3 separate regions of the Sus scrofa genome follow, and all the other regions are linked to region 3. A link is a contact called in public Hi-C data. All regions are on one chromosome and are shown on one strand. The core of a region is the stretch at or near the end of the contact, and the rest is flanking DNA. Distances in the headings are between cores, read along the strand shown.

What was found. Hi-C and Micro-C count contacts between places; a contact is called where the count stands out from the background.
Region 1: a Hi-C map of embryonic fibroblasts shows a contact between it and region 3, with 2.0 times the contacts expected there. The contact joins two enhancer-like sites. A contact is called at or near these places in 2 of 47 Hi-C or Micro-C datasets (embryonic fibroblasts and heart right ventricle).
Region 2: a Hi-C map of skeletal muscle shows a contact between it and region 3, with 3 times the contacts expected there. The contact joins the promoter of ANKRD33 here to the enhancer-like site in region 3. A contact is called at or near these places in 1 of 5 promoter capture datasets (liver), 17 of 47 Hi-C or Micro-C datasets (alveolar macrophages, embryonic fibroblasts, epiblast stem cells and 11 more) and 1 of 2 datasets of contacts at active chromatin or transcription factors (skeletal muscle).

What each region holds. Positions count from the first base shown.
Region 1 is chr5:17,325,863-17,330,670 of Sscrofa11.1, reverse strand. All of the region lies in intron 1 of ACVR1B (activin A receptor type 1B), which reads right to left. Among named protein-coding and RNA genes, the nearest start is that of ACVR1B, 14 kb to the right of the region's middle. Within about 2 kb of position 2,225, at least 44 of the 83 cell types and tissues checked have an H3K27ac peak or open chromatin away from gene starts, as enhancers often do. A contact at or near this core is called in embryonic fibroblasts, where this site is marked.
Region 2 is chr5:17,244,946-17,249,670 of Sscrofa11.1, reverse strand. It overlaps ANKRD33 (ankyrin repeat domain-containing protein 33), which reads right to left and starts at 2,331. Exons shown (of 5, transcript XM_021091670.1): 1 at 1,762-2,331; 2 at 887-1,431; 3 at 573-713. The coding sequence starts at 1,385.
Region 3 is chr5:17,116,403-17,121,140 of Sscrofa11.1, reverse strand. It overlaps SCN8A (sodium channel protein type 8 subunit alpha), which reads right to left. Exons shown (of 27, transcript XM_021091665.1): 13 at 2,301-2,433. Among named protein-coding and RNA genes, the nearest start is that of FIGNL2, 91 kb to the left of the region's middle. Within about 2 kb of position 2,055, at least 6 of the 83 cell types and tissues checked have an H3K27ac peak or open chromatin away from gene starts, as enhancers often do. A contact at or near this core is called in embryonic fibroblasts and skeletal muscle, where this site is marked.

The sequences.
Region 1 (4,808 bases), core at 976-3,475, 210 kb before region 3:
GACTGGAGGACCCCACCCCCCACACTCTATCCACCACCCAGGGTTCCCTAGAGCCATCATCAACCCCATCTCCTTTCTCTGCACCGGGAACGCCCACAGCTTCCTGAATGCAGTGTGAGTGCTCTTACACATGGTTTTGCTGCAATGCTTTTTTTCCTGGCTAATTCTTACAAGTTCTTTAAAATCTGGCTTCAACGTCACTTCCTTTGGAAGCTTCTCCCGACTAGTGCAACATCCTCCCCTCCCTTTAGTCCCCAGCAGGTGCCCTTCTCAAGAGGGGCACAAGGAGCGCCGGCCAAAGAAGAAAATACCAGTGCCCGCCTCCTAAAGTCATGGTGAGGATTAAATGAGTTAATGCAGAAAAAGTGCTCAATAAATGTCACTCAGCTCTGAACGGCCCCTGGACATCATTTTTTCTTCCCCCCGGGGGCCGCTACCGCCGCATATGGAGGTTCCCAGGCTAGGGGTCGAATTGGAGCTGTAGCCAGAGACACAGCAACGCCAGATCCAAGCCACCTCTTCGACCCACACCACAGCTCACAACAGCGCCAGATCCTTACCCCACTGAGCGAGGCCAGGGATCGAACCTGCATCCTCATGATTGCTGGTCAGATTCGTTAACCACTGAACCACGACAGGAACTTCCAGATATCACTTTCAAAAGTGTAATATACATATTTTTTCAAATCGGTAGTGCACTCAATCAGCTCTGGGACTAACGAGTATGACTGGGTGTGTTTATCCCTAAGTGTGCCCTGTTGACAGGAAATTACTGTAAATGAATTTGGTGCCTCTGAAAACCAGTTGGGCAGCCCTGGAATCTGCGATCCTTTATTTATCCGTCTAACAAGAATAGCACAGACAGCAGCAGTCAGTTCTCCCCAGCACTGTCTCCCAGAAGCCTAACCTAGCCCTGACCCCTTGGGATGGGCAGGGGGAGGCTCGAGCCCCTGGGACACTGAGGTTGGGACTCGCCCATCAGGGGTGCGGGTGGCAGGGCCCACCCGAGTCCCCCACTGGACACGAAGTGAATACTTTCTAGATAACAAGAGGGAACATATTCAAACTATGGCCCCCGGAGAAGAGGCATTTATGACCAGTCCTGTGAAAAACTAGCTTGTTGTAACTCACCCCTTTCGGCTGTAAACGGTCTATCTTTGTCTCTTCCTCCAAAACACTGGAGGGCATCTCTTGGCTTTTCAAATCCCCAAACTGATTCCCAGTATCTCAGGGTCCAAGCGCTCCTTCCCCAGGCTTTCTATAAATGACACGGTCCTTGCCAGCCCCAGCGGGGAAGCAAGGGAGGGCGGGCACGGACAGGTAAGCGGGCAGTGTGGATCTTCACGGCCTGGCCTGTGGGATTGTTTTTCGTGGCGTTTGATCAGAGCCCTTTCTTCTGGGAGAAATTCCAAAACACGCCGCTACCTGCTGAAGGGCTTGGGTCGTGTTATATTTTCAAGGCAGGAAGTTTAAAGCAGGCATCCTTTAGATGAGGACGCCAATCATAAAAGGAATTTTAAAAGTAAATTTAATCCTAAACTTCAATTCCGACCCTTTTAGATGCAAGAGAGACCACGGACCCTCCTGGTTCCCCCCCAGTCCCCTTGTTTGCCCCCTCCCGGATTCCTTTGCTGACTCTAATTTACCTCGGCGGCCCTCAGAACCCTCCACCCAGACCTCCGGGCGCACCGCACGCTGCCGTCCTGCCTGCGCATCCGAGAAGCCCATTCCTCTCCCGGAGTCGGTGGGGACATTCAGGCACGAAAGGGGTCCCCGCAATGCACGCACCCTGCCGTCCAGGGACAAGAACAGCCTGGGGCTATTTTGGGAAGCGAGGAGGGAAAGCGGCCGCCTCCCCAGCCTCCCGGAGGGCTATTCTGAGCACAGTGGGACTCGCGGGCCAGACCCGCGGCCGCCTCTGGAAAAGACGCTCCCTCCTGGGTCGGTCCGTCAGCAGCAGGCGAAGCAGAGCCTCTGCTTCCAGACGCTTACTCTCCTTTCCCCGGTTCACGGCCTCTTTCACAGTGATTCATTCCGGAGAACGAGCACACCCACACGTGGCTCATTATTTTTGGGAAGTACTTAAACAATCTTGGTGTAAGACAGGAAAGAACAAAAGTGGTGAAATCTATGCTAGACGGGACGAAGAACGGAACTGGGAGCAGGGCCATGTGGCTTTGTGATAAGGGGCTGGGCAAGTCCCTGAATCTCTCCAGGCCGGGGCCGCCCAACCAGAAAATACCATTTCTGTGACAGAGACGGCATGAAGATTAGCCCACAGCTGCTGAGGGCTGTGGGTCCTCCCAGAAAGCTGCTGCCTGCACACATCTGCGCACATCTACGCGCTGACGGAGTGAGCGAGGGGTCTGAAAACGAGGCGACTCTGAGATCCCTGTCACCGCGGCCCACACCCGCCAGGGGTTTCAGTTACCATCACCAGCGCCACGGCAGGGGATCCGGGCAGGCACAGGTCACGCAGACCCAAGGCTCAAATACCAGCTCTCGCATTAGTCACATGACCTTGAGCAAGTTAGTAAGCGCCCGGCACCCCAGTCTCCTAGTCGGGAAGGCGGGACTGTTATTCACTTCACAGGACTACGTGGGAATCACACGAAATAGTGTATTTTCAAAGTGCTTAGCAAATAGATGCTCAGTGAATTTTACTCCCTCCTCCCCGCGCAAAACTCAAGTAAACACATCCGTGAACAATGTGTCTCTTTAACCACTAACTAGGAAGCGCCAAGTTGCAGCATGACCGCAGCAAGGACCTGCCGTTTGGGTCTCAGCTCTGCCAGTAACTAGTTGCGTGGTTTGGGGCAAGTCACTTAACCTTCCTGAACCACATTTTCCTCACAGTTACCCAGAAAGGAGGGGCTCCAAAATCCTCCAGCTGGAATCTGAGGCTAGTTTGTTTTTAAATTCACACAATTTGGACCACTGATCCAACCCTGGGAAGTTCTGCTTTAATTTCATACACCTTCCCGTGAACTTTACAGACAGACCAGTCTTTGAAAAGATTTTTTATATTCGTTTCCATTATGGTTTAGCACAGGGTACTGACTATAGTTCCCTGTACTATACAGTAGGAGCTCGTGGCTTTATCCACCCTGCATGTAACATCTGCTAACCCCAACCTCCCCATCCCTCGCTCCTCCACCCCCTCTCCCCTTGGTGGCAACCACATGTCTCTTCTCTATGAAAGACAGACTAGTATTTAAATTGTCTTCTGTTAATATTCATTTTTCACTGAAACAAAGCAAGTGATAATAAAATTAGAAAAACATCTGAATTTACTCAAACTTTACTAGTACACTAAACCCCAAACCTAATTTTGATTTCTTTGGAAAGCTAAATCTCGATTAATGATAACAGCTCTTCATCATCTGTTTCCTAGTGACTCATCAGGTTAAATCAGCCTACACATGCACATGCGTGTACGTAAATAATACACACCTAAAAAACTCTCCGTGTTCCATGACCAAAGAGCTACGTAGTAGAAACGACACAATTAGATAAAGCAATCATGGAGGAGTAACAAAACCCATCTACACAAAAGCAGGTTAAAAGCAGTCAGAATGAAATTCCCCCTGGCACAGCACTTCGTTATCAACAAGGTAGTCAAGCCGGAACTAAAGACCTCTTGGCAGGATCTGAACACGGTTTCAAACTATGATTGGAAGGTGGTCTGTGGCAGGATGTCAAAGGCAATCTGATTTGTGAGCGAGGCTGTGTGGGGAGGAAAGCCGGCAAAGCCCCAACCCGGGCAGACTGTGCAGCTGCACGTCACGGAGGCACCGGCCGCTGGGTCTGAGCAAAGACGGCCCCAGCACAGGCCAGGCCCAGGGCCGGGGGCTCCCTCTCCTACCCATGGCACACTCTGGGAGGACACTCAGCCAGGCTGCTGCTCACTGGAAATTCCCAAGAAGCACCATACGGGGCTAGACTCACAGCCACTCAGCCCACATCACCAGGGACGGGGTGTGGGAGAGGGCAGGGCGGGGGCACCGACCTCGAAAGATAAGAGGCACGCTGCAAACACCCACTTATCTGTCCTGGGAGATGAAGGTCCACCAGGGTTTTTAAAGCTACAGCACCTGTGATTTTAGCTTCATTGCTCCTTTGGGATGGTAAGTTTCATTTTAGCTTCAAAGCTCCCGTTTAAGGGACACTAATCCTGCCTCTTCCAAGCTTCACTGGGCAACCTTCTAGTCCTATAGAATCTAAGATTCAGTGCCCAAATCCACCTGTGCCACCCATACTCTTCATGATGCTACAACTTGATCATACACTGCCTCTGAGCACTCATCTTTCCAGACGACAGCATCCATCAGACGGACCAAACTGATAAGAAGCGCCTACAACAAGGCTGGCAGCTACAGCTCCAATTAGACCCCTAGCCTGGGAACCTCCATATGCCGCGGGAGCAGCCCAAGAAATGGCAAAAAGACAAAAAAAAAAAAAAAAAAAAAAAAAAAAAAGAACCTACTACAACCCACGATTATTTAAATCATTCTTTCTTGGACCTTATCCAAACTCCCTACAGCTTCCTTAGGAGAGAACAAAGACCACAACTACACAACTCCGTGATCCTCAAGAGCCAAGATGATCTGGGGGGCGGGGGTGGAGAAAAAGAACAAAGCTGGAGGGATCACATTTCCTGGTTTCAAAACTTACTACAAAGTTACAGTTATCAAAACAGTGTGGTACTGACTTAAGTACAGACTATAAATCAATGGAATAGAATTAAGACTTTAGAAATAAATCATACATCATCAACAACAAGAGTGTCTAAAACATTTTGGGGGCAG
Region 2 (4,725 bases), core at 1,082-3,581, 130 kb before region 3:
CTGGGGTCCCCCAGGGTGACCCACAGAGGGAACCCCCAGCTCAGAGAGTAGCACGGCCTGGAGACTCCACAGTGTGGACTTCACCCCAGAACAACGCTGTCACAGTCACATGTCTCAATCACACATCCCTGCATTCCTGGAACCCTGGTTTGTCAGAGCTGGAGATCAGCCCAGAGAAGGCCATTGACCTCATTACACTGGTGAGGCCCAGAGAGGAAAGCCACCTGCCCAGGGTCACTCAGCGGGCAGCAGAGCCAGGATGGGCACCAAAGAGTCTGGTTCCAGATAACAATCTTTTTTTTTTTTTTTGTATTAGGTTCTCCAGCCAGTCTAGGTTATCCTCCCAAGTTTTCTTTTCTGGGACTGCCATTCACCACTTAAACAGAGCTATCAGGAGCTGGACTTTGTTGCTGGTGAGAAGCTCCAGCACACTCTCCTCCTCCAGGAAGTCAGCCTAGATTGATCCTCCATCCACCTCTCTCCTCTCTGCAACTATGACAGCTGACTTAGTGCCTGGTGGGGAGGTGTGGGGGAGGAACTGGAGGCCACACAACATCCTGGTCCCCATGCACCTGCCATGAGGAGGGCAGCCACGCATTCCGAACGGTCCCGCATGGCAGCCTTCATCAGCGCTGTCAGCCCCCGCTGGTCCCGGCGCTCCAGGTCAAGGCCCGCGTAGTAGTTGATCAGGAAACTCACCAGAGGCACGTGGCCTGCAGGGCACCAAGGGCAGAGCTTGGCTACCCAGGAAAGGAATGACAAAGCCCCAGATCCACTCTCCACCCAACACGGCAGTGGCAGTGTCAGAGTGAGAGAACATTGGTGCAAAGAGTGTGGGCTGTGGCCTTGGTCTGGCGGGTAGAGGGTGGGGTCAGCAGCCTCTTACCTGCTTGGGCAGCCAGCATGAGGGCTGTGTCCCCCTCTTTGTCCTGCTGGTTCACATCCAGGAAAGGACAGCGGCTGAGCAGAGCCACGACACTCCGGAAGCCATGGTAGCATGCGACCATGAGGCCTGTCTGGGGGAGGGGCAGCTCAGCCCCCGTGCTTCCCTCCTGGAGCTTCTTGGGGGCCCTGGGCCCTTTAAATCCACATCTGACCCAGGGATGTCCCAGTTCCTGTGAAGACCCACTCTCTCCCTTCCTCCTGAGGACCCAGGCAGTGGATGCCATCCTGAAATTCCCAGGACGAGTGGGGTGACTCACCCTCCCATTGCCGTCCACCTGGGTGGCCTCCTCTGGGGAGACCCCATCATCCAGGATGGCTTGGAGCTGGGCAGAGTCATTTCGGACACAGGCCCAGTACAGGGCCCCCAGCGTGCAGCCTGGGATAGAGGCATCAGACACGTCCAGCCCTCCCCTCGGCAATGGCAGCTCCTCCTCTTCCATGCTGGGGGCAAGAAGGCGGGTTTCCCCCCTTCAATGCAGCTGGCATCTATAACACAGAATGAGGGGAATGGTGTCCCTCTGAATCCTGGGACATGTCTCAGCATCTGTGACTCACCCCAATGGCCCAAGGAAGAGTCCTTTCCTACTGGAGTGTCCCATCCCATTCACCCTGGAGAAAGGACATGCCGGTGGCAGGGAAGCAGAGTGGCAGGAGCCCTAAGAGGGTAGAAGTCACTATAAGTGAGGATCCTGGTGAGATTCAGGGAGAGCGGCAGTTCCCTTTTTCCCAGGGGACCTTACCTGGGGTTTGGAGGCTCCCTAGGAGGTAGCCATTGCTGGGACTCACAGTAAGCCCCAGACTCCTGAGAGCACTCACCGGGTCTCTGGAGCGCCTCAAGGTGGACTCTCCCCCCCAGGAAGCAACGCAGGTAACAGATGGCTCGACTTAACGGAAAGAGCTGCCTCAAACACCTCGGGGCTGAGCTGGATCAAGCCGGGTTAGTTAGGGATGAGGTGCAGGGCGGGGCAGGTGCTCTCCCCTCCCCAAGCCGACAGAGCCCCGCCCCACGAGCCTGCCTAGAGTGGGCGGGGCCCGAGTCCGAGTGGCTCCTCCCCCGAGGAGGGGGCTCTGAGAGTAAGATCCGCCTCTCCTGCAAACTCACACCTTCGGCCCCCTTCGGAGACCAGCTCCAAACCCACGCTTTGAAGAGTGGAGCCGGGCTTGGCAGGGGGGGTAGGGGTGGGAGAGGCTGTAAGTCACACACCTCTCTAAAGAGGGTGACTGGGACGGGCATAGGGGCCCCAGGGGTCACCTGGATCTATTTTTTTAGATTCTGGGGAAATTAAAGCATAAAGAATTGCTTAATTAGGGTACAGAAATTATGATATATTCAGTTTAATGGATTAGTTTGATGTGGTACATTAAATATAAAATATTTAAATTATATTCACATGTAAATGAATTATTTTGATTATTCAAATCAAACTATGGTTTTCATTATTTATTTATTTATTTATTTATTTTAATGGAAGGTTTTATTTTATTTTTTTGTCTTTTCTAGGGCCGCACCTGCGGCATATGGAGGTTCCCAGGCTAGGGGTCTAATCAGAGCTGTAGCTGCTGGCCCACACCACAGCTCACGGCAACGCCAGATCGTTAACCCACTGAGCAAGGCCAGGGATCAAACCTGCAACCTCATGGTTCCTGGTCGGATTAGTTAACCACTGAGCCATGACAGGAACTCCCATTATTTATTAAATTAATAAAATTATTATTAAATTATTCTTTAAGTTAAATTACCTTTTTTTTTTTTTTTTTTTTTGTCTTTTTGCCATTTCTAGGACCGCTCCAGTGGCATATGGAGGTTCCCAGGCTAGGGGTGTAATCGGAGCTGTAGCCGCCGGCCTACACCAGAGCCACAGCAACATGGGATCGGAGCTGCGTCTGCAACCTACACCACAGCTCATGGCAACACCGGATCCTTAACCCACTGAGCGAGGCCAGGGATGGAACATGCGTCCTCATGGTTCCTAGTCATGATTTCCACTGATCCACAATGGGAACTCGATGACACATATATTCGTGACAACATACATTTCATTGAAAAAAGTAGTGGTGGTTTGTTTTATTTTAACTCACACCTTAGATTGTGCTACAGAGCTTATTGTGTTCGTTCTTTTCACTCAGTGCTGTTTTGGGGGTTGGTCCTTGCTGCTTTTTATGCAGTGTATCAGTCAGGTGTTGTAACCAAAAACTGACCTCAGGGGTGTGGTTGCTGCCATAGGCTGGCTGCTCAACCTGCTTCCAAAACTGTAAAAGCTGGAAAGGTATAATGACACTTCCCAGATTCTTGTGAGCTAGGAATCTGTGATTTAAGTTCTGCTTTTGTGTAAGACACAAATTTGGAATAGAGCTAAGTAGCATGGGACATCCGTTTTGCTGTCACAAATTGTGACAGATACGGTTGGGGGGGTCTAGTGAGCAGTTTCCTGATTCGTCAGCTTCCTGTAGTAGTGACTTGTTTTCTGGATCACAGGCAGAGGTCATGTGCCTCTCAAAGCTGGGAGTTGTTCCCAGACCTAGAGCCTGCTTCTTTATTTAAACTAGCCAGATTTATTTCTGTTACCAGTAATTAAACCCTAACTGACATGTGTGGCTTAAACAAGTAGAGGTTTATTCTTCATACAAGATAAAAAGTTCAAAGATAAGAAGCTGTTGGTGTTGACTGAGTAACTCGATGATGTCAGGGCCTTCTCTGGGAGTCTCTTGGCTTTTCCTCATGGTCACAATATAGCTGCTGTACCTCTAGCCATCACAGTAAAATGTGGTGAAGGGACACTGTGGACTCTATGCAGCAGTTGGAAGAAATCTACGAGATGATGGGTCAGACATCTCTGATTAAATGATACACTCCCTATCCATAACCCTCTTCTCTCTGGTCACCTTTTGGTCAGGTGTGACCAGTTAACACAGTTTTGGCCAATGAAATGCAAGCAGCAGTCTGATGGGGGAGGCTCCTTGGAAAATCTTTGCTCTCTTGATAAAAGGTATGGTGTGTCCCTTTTAACCTTTCTTTCTTCCCTCTTATTCCTGCTGCATAGGATGCCATAGTGTGCATCCATCACATCTGACTTATCTGCTCTTCCAAAGGTGGACCCCTATGCTGCCTCCAACTTCATGCCACTACAAATACTGCAGGGACCATCCTTGTATATATCTAGCTGTGGACCCAAAAGAGAGCATCTCAGAGTCTGCTGGGTCATAGGGCATAGGGTACATACATTTTTATTGGCCACCTGCTCCCAGATTGCTCCCTATTTTAGTGACCCACCAAGAGTGCGTAAAAGTATCTCAAATCCTTGCCAACACTTGAACTTATTCAGCCTTCTAGTTTTTATCAGTCTGATGGTACAGAACTATAAAAGGATTTTTTTTTTCTTTTTCGGCCTCCCTGAGGCATATGGAGTTCCCAGGCCTGGGATCAGACCTATGCTGCAGCTGTGGCAATGCCAGATCCTTTAATCCACTGTGCTGGGCTGGGGATCAAACCCATGTCCTGGCGCTGCAGAAACACCACCAATCCTGTTGCACCACAGTGGGAACTCCATGCTTTATTTTATTTATTTTTTTGCCATACTTGTGACATATGGAATTTCCTGAGCCAAGGATCGAACCCACATCACAACAGTGGCTGGAGCTGCTGCAGTAACAACTCTGGAGCTTTAACCTACTGCATCACAGGGGAACTCCCTATCCTGTCTTTTTTATTGAGTTTTCAGGAATTTCTGTTAATATTCTAGATAATAAACCCTTGTCTTTTTTTGCCTTTTCTAGGACCAC
Region 3 (4,738 bases), core at 806-3,305:
GCTGGCTTTCCATGCTGGAGCAATCATTAAATACCGAGGGACCAGCAAGTATTGATCCTTCTTAATGTCCTTTAATTCCCTTTCACATCATTCAGCTCCAGCCATTCATTGTTCTTTGCTTATAGCAGTTGTGTCTCCTCAGCTTTAACAAAGGGAGGCACATCCCAGGAGAGGGGATGGGAGGCTGTGTGGGCGGGGAAAGGCAGGACAGACACAGGCCACGTGAGCAGCGGGCTCGGAATGGGAGAAGAACTGGAGTGGCTTCCTGCTTGAGAACACGACCGCAGTGCTCTGGCCCCCAAGCTACCTTTGCATCTGTTCCTTTTTTGTGTGTCTTGGAGGGTAGAGGGTGACGAACGAGGACAGCAGGACAGAAAGAAAAAGAAGAGGAAGAAAAGGGACTAGAACAAGACAAAGTCATGATCCAGTGGTTTATATCTGACTTAGTCGCAGGGCGGAGCACCAAGGCCTCCAAAAGGAATCCTGTAGCCCCCATTCCAGGCACAACAAACTTCAGCTCAATACGTATTTGTGGAGCATCTCCTTTCGCCAGACCCCATGCTAGGCCACTGAGGTTAATGAGTGCAGTGCTGCACTGCATGGCTAGTTCTCCTGTTCTGATGTGTTTTTTTTGTTGTTGTTTTTTTTGTTTTTTTACCAGGAATAGAACAGGGCTGTTGGAGATTGTGAGCTTTTCTTTCTCAACTGTCATAAATATTCAGGGAAATCTTGTCTTGGTCTCCAAGTGAATAAGCCAAGGTTCTTAAGCTAATATAGTTCATCTTGGCAGTCTCATGATTTGCGGTTATTTGCCTGTCATCTCAAAGTATAAATGATAAAGTGTAAAGATGTTCACCCAGACAATGACCTCAACAGGAATGAAAGAAAACAGGAATAAATGAGGGTGTTCAGGAGCTGAAGGCAGGTAGCTCAGCATTCTTTTCACTTGATACGTTTTTTTTTTTTTTGCTTTTTAGGGCCACACCCACAGCATATGGAGGTTCCCAGGCTAGGGGTCCAATTGGAGCTATAGCTGCCGGCCTCTGCCACAGCAATGCAGGATCCTCAACCCACTGAGCAAGACCAAGGATTGAACCTGCAACCCCATGGTTCCTAGTCGGATTCGTTTTTGCTGCACCACAACGGGAACTCCTTGATACGTTCTTAAGATCAGTCCAACTCCTGGCCCACATGCATAGATGTGAGCTCTCCCAAGGAGTTTAAAGTTCCTTTCTAGGGATTCTCCTTTTACCACAGAGCACCCCTCTGCCAGTGTAAGTGGTATTTCACTTCAGCGACTCAAAAAATTAGTAACTTGTTCCAAGGACACATGAATAATTTGAGTTGCCTATCTTGGAGACTCTGGTTATCGTTGGGTCAGCCTGGGTGTGCGGACTCCGAAAAACAGCAGGAACTGTATGGATCTATAACGGGATGACTTAGCTAAATCAACACGAATCTAATTCCGAGGATGCATGTGGAATCAATCAAAACCTTGGGAGAGAAAACCCAGTCACCGAAGTTACCTCCGAAGAGATCAAGAGGAGCCTGGAGCACAGACCAGAGGGGGACAGAAAGCAGACCTTTGCTGGGGACTGCCGTGTGATGGAAAATCCTCCGCTGTCCTCGGCAGGCCAGGCTGTGTCTCGGAGGGGCCCCCTGATGGTGAGTTCTGGCTCTGACAGCCGCGCCACTGCAGACGTGCTGTGATTCAACTGCAGCTGCTCCTCCCCCCGTGGCCCAGAGCTTTGACGTAAGAGGGGTTTCAGCTTACCTAGTCACATGTCCAATATATTTATGGATGTGTGGGGGTGTTTAAAGAGAGGCAGAATTAGGTGGCATCAATGTAGGCACAGTACATTCCTTAAGGGAAAACCAAAGATTTTTAAGTAGCTGAAAAGGAAAAGAGGAAGGTGTATTTTTCGGTCGGCGGCACAAGGGTGCGGGTGGGATTCCACGGTTTTAGACTGTCACAGGTCTCAGGCCATGTCCCTCTCTGCCTCTCACCAACCCCCGGCTCCTCATGGTGACGATTACAGAGGCTTTTTGAGATCCTCTAGCTCACTCCCGTTGTTCCTTTGTACTTTCTACTATCGGTGCATCATGCCGGCAGCAGCTCTGAAGTCCTTACTGGGTTCTGTGCGAGGAGATTTGGGGATGCTGGTTTCTACAACCAGCAGACTCCATTCCTAAAGCTCACAGACAATTGTGGCAAAACTCAGACCCAGGAACTCTATATTTCTCATGCACACTACGAATCTCTGTCTCAGCGGCGTGGACTGACATCACAAGACACGTACCTTCCACTAGCGTATTGGTAACTACACTCAATATGCTGTTGATCCTGTCCTTCCGCCCATAGGAAGCCAGCTGGTCCATGGAGACTAAGAGAGATCCAGGGCCTTTCTTCTTAATTTCCACCTCGGTTGTAGCCTGGAAAACAAAACAAAACAAAACAAAGCAAGTGGGGTGAGTAAGGTCACCTACACATGAAGGCTGGGCCTTGCTGGATATAGTCCGGAGGGCGAGCGGGAGGATACGCTCTGCATCGCATCTTTTTACGCTGATCCTACAAGCCTCTTTACACCTCAACAAGTAGAATGAAACGAGTTGGCCATGGATCACCCTTAGTTCTACAGATACGTGACCAAGTCATTTCATTGTGTCCAAAATCTACAAGGAACCCAAGCGTCTGGCTGGGACCCTCAACCTAAGCAGAGAGTAGAAAGACCAAGACTCCTGGGGGCAACATCACGAGAAGCAGACCCTGAGTTTGCCTGTTCTGGCCTCACAGCCATAGCATTTGGCTAGAATTGGATCATGTGATGAAATAAATTCACCTCTACTTGAAATTACATGAAGGGCCAAGTCCCTGATCACACAGAGTATTACAGACACGGCTTCCTCCACGTGTAGGAACACCGTCACTCTACCTAACTGCTGCTTCCCAATGTCAAACCTGGACCTACCTGAACATCGGCAAGTTCAAGTTTTACCCCAAATCTCCTCTGAGCCACTGTAAAGAAGTATGGTAAGGTTTTGCTATCTTAATTAAATACCTTATACCTTAATTAAATGCCTTATATAGCATTTATATATAAATAATACATGCTTATCTGGCCTTGCTACATTTTTATTTTATGAGTTAACTTGCAATGTTCAAATTCTCAATCAAATAAAAAAGGGTAGAAAACACCATCAGATTGTTAAGGAAAGTATTTTTTATATGCTCCACCCTGGGCAAGATCAGTATGGAAAACTATGGCAAAGGGTTTCTTGATGTCCCTTACTGTGCTCTTTGTGCCAACCTGAATATTCTATGTCAGATCAGACCTAGTGGGGGGGCTTAAAACCTAGCTTTCTAGTAACCATGTTGTCTACTGTTACTGCTTCATCCATAGAAACTTGGCTGCTCCTTCCATGTGAAGGTATGAGGGCAGAGACAGTCAGCAACCCTCAAAGAACAGGGAAGACACGTGTTTGCTTGAAGCCAGATAAGGATCTGTCTGATCAGTATCAGGATACTTTGAAAAGGAAACAATTGCTTCTGGAGAGCTACATCAGAAAGCCTTTCTATTCTTGTATATATATTAAGATTAAGAACCGTACTGAAGAAAATTCCTGGCAGATTATAATTCACCCCATCATAGCATTTTATCAAACTGTTTCACCGATTCAGAGATTTGGTTCGCTTTAGGGTTTTATTTCCTTTGCTTTGCTTTGTTCTGTTTGTTGGATGGAATTGCAGAAGAAATGGAAAGGAAAAAGAACTGGTTTCCCTGGGAATTCCTGGATGCATTATTATACAAACATCTGTACTTGTAAGAATGACTTGTTAACCATTGCCTCAGGTCATGATAAGGCGTATTTGAGAAATCACTTTTTGCTCCAATTTCTAGCCTGGTATTCAACAAATGATTAAACTACTACATTTAAAAAATGATGATCATCTAAAAACAAACACAGAAGGTCGCAATATAATGGACATTCTGGCATTTACTGATTCTATATTTTTACTGCGCTGCCCTTCTGTAATTCTACAGTAGATAGTTTCATAATGCTGACTTCTGAGGTACTGTAAGATCTAATGAACTGGCTGATTCATCAAAGAAGAATGAAATTGCATTTACCATGGCTTTGGTACTAGTATAGCTTACTGTTTTCTGGGCATGCTGGATACAGTAAGATATAAATTCTTCAGACTTTAAAACATAAGCTTTAAAAAACAAAATTAATGAAAATACCGTCTAAAAAGATAGCCAAATGATTAGATTATCATTTATTGAAACCTATTCAAAATATAATTTTGAGCTTGGATTTGAAAAATCCATATAAATTAAAGAAAAATTTATCCCCAAACTTAATATTAACATGGAACAATTAGGGAGTTCCCGTCATGGCACAGAGGAAACAAATCCGACTAGTATCCATGAGGATGCCGGTTCGATCTCTGGCCTTGCTCAGTGGGTTGGGGATCTGGCATTGCCATGAGCTGTGGTGCAGATCGCAGACGCAGCTCAGATCCCATGTTGCTGTGGCTGTGGCACAGGCGGCAGCTGCAGCTCCTATTTGACCCCTAGCCTGGAACCTCCATATGCCTCAAGTGTGGCCGTAAAAAGCAAAAAAAAAAAAAAAAGATGGAACAATTAGGAGTTCCCTTGTAGCACAGTGGGTTAAGGATCTGGCATTGTCACTGCCATGGCTTAGGTCACTGCTGTGGCATGGGTTTAATCCCTGG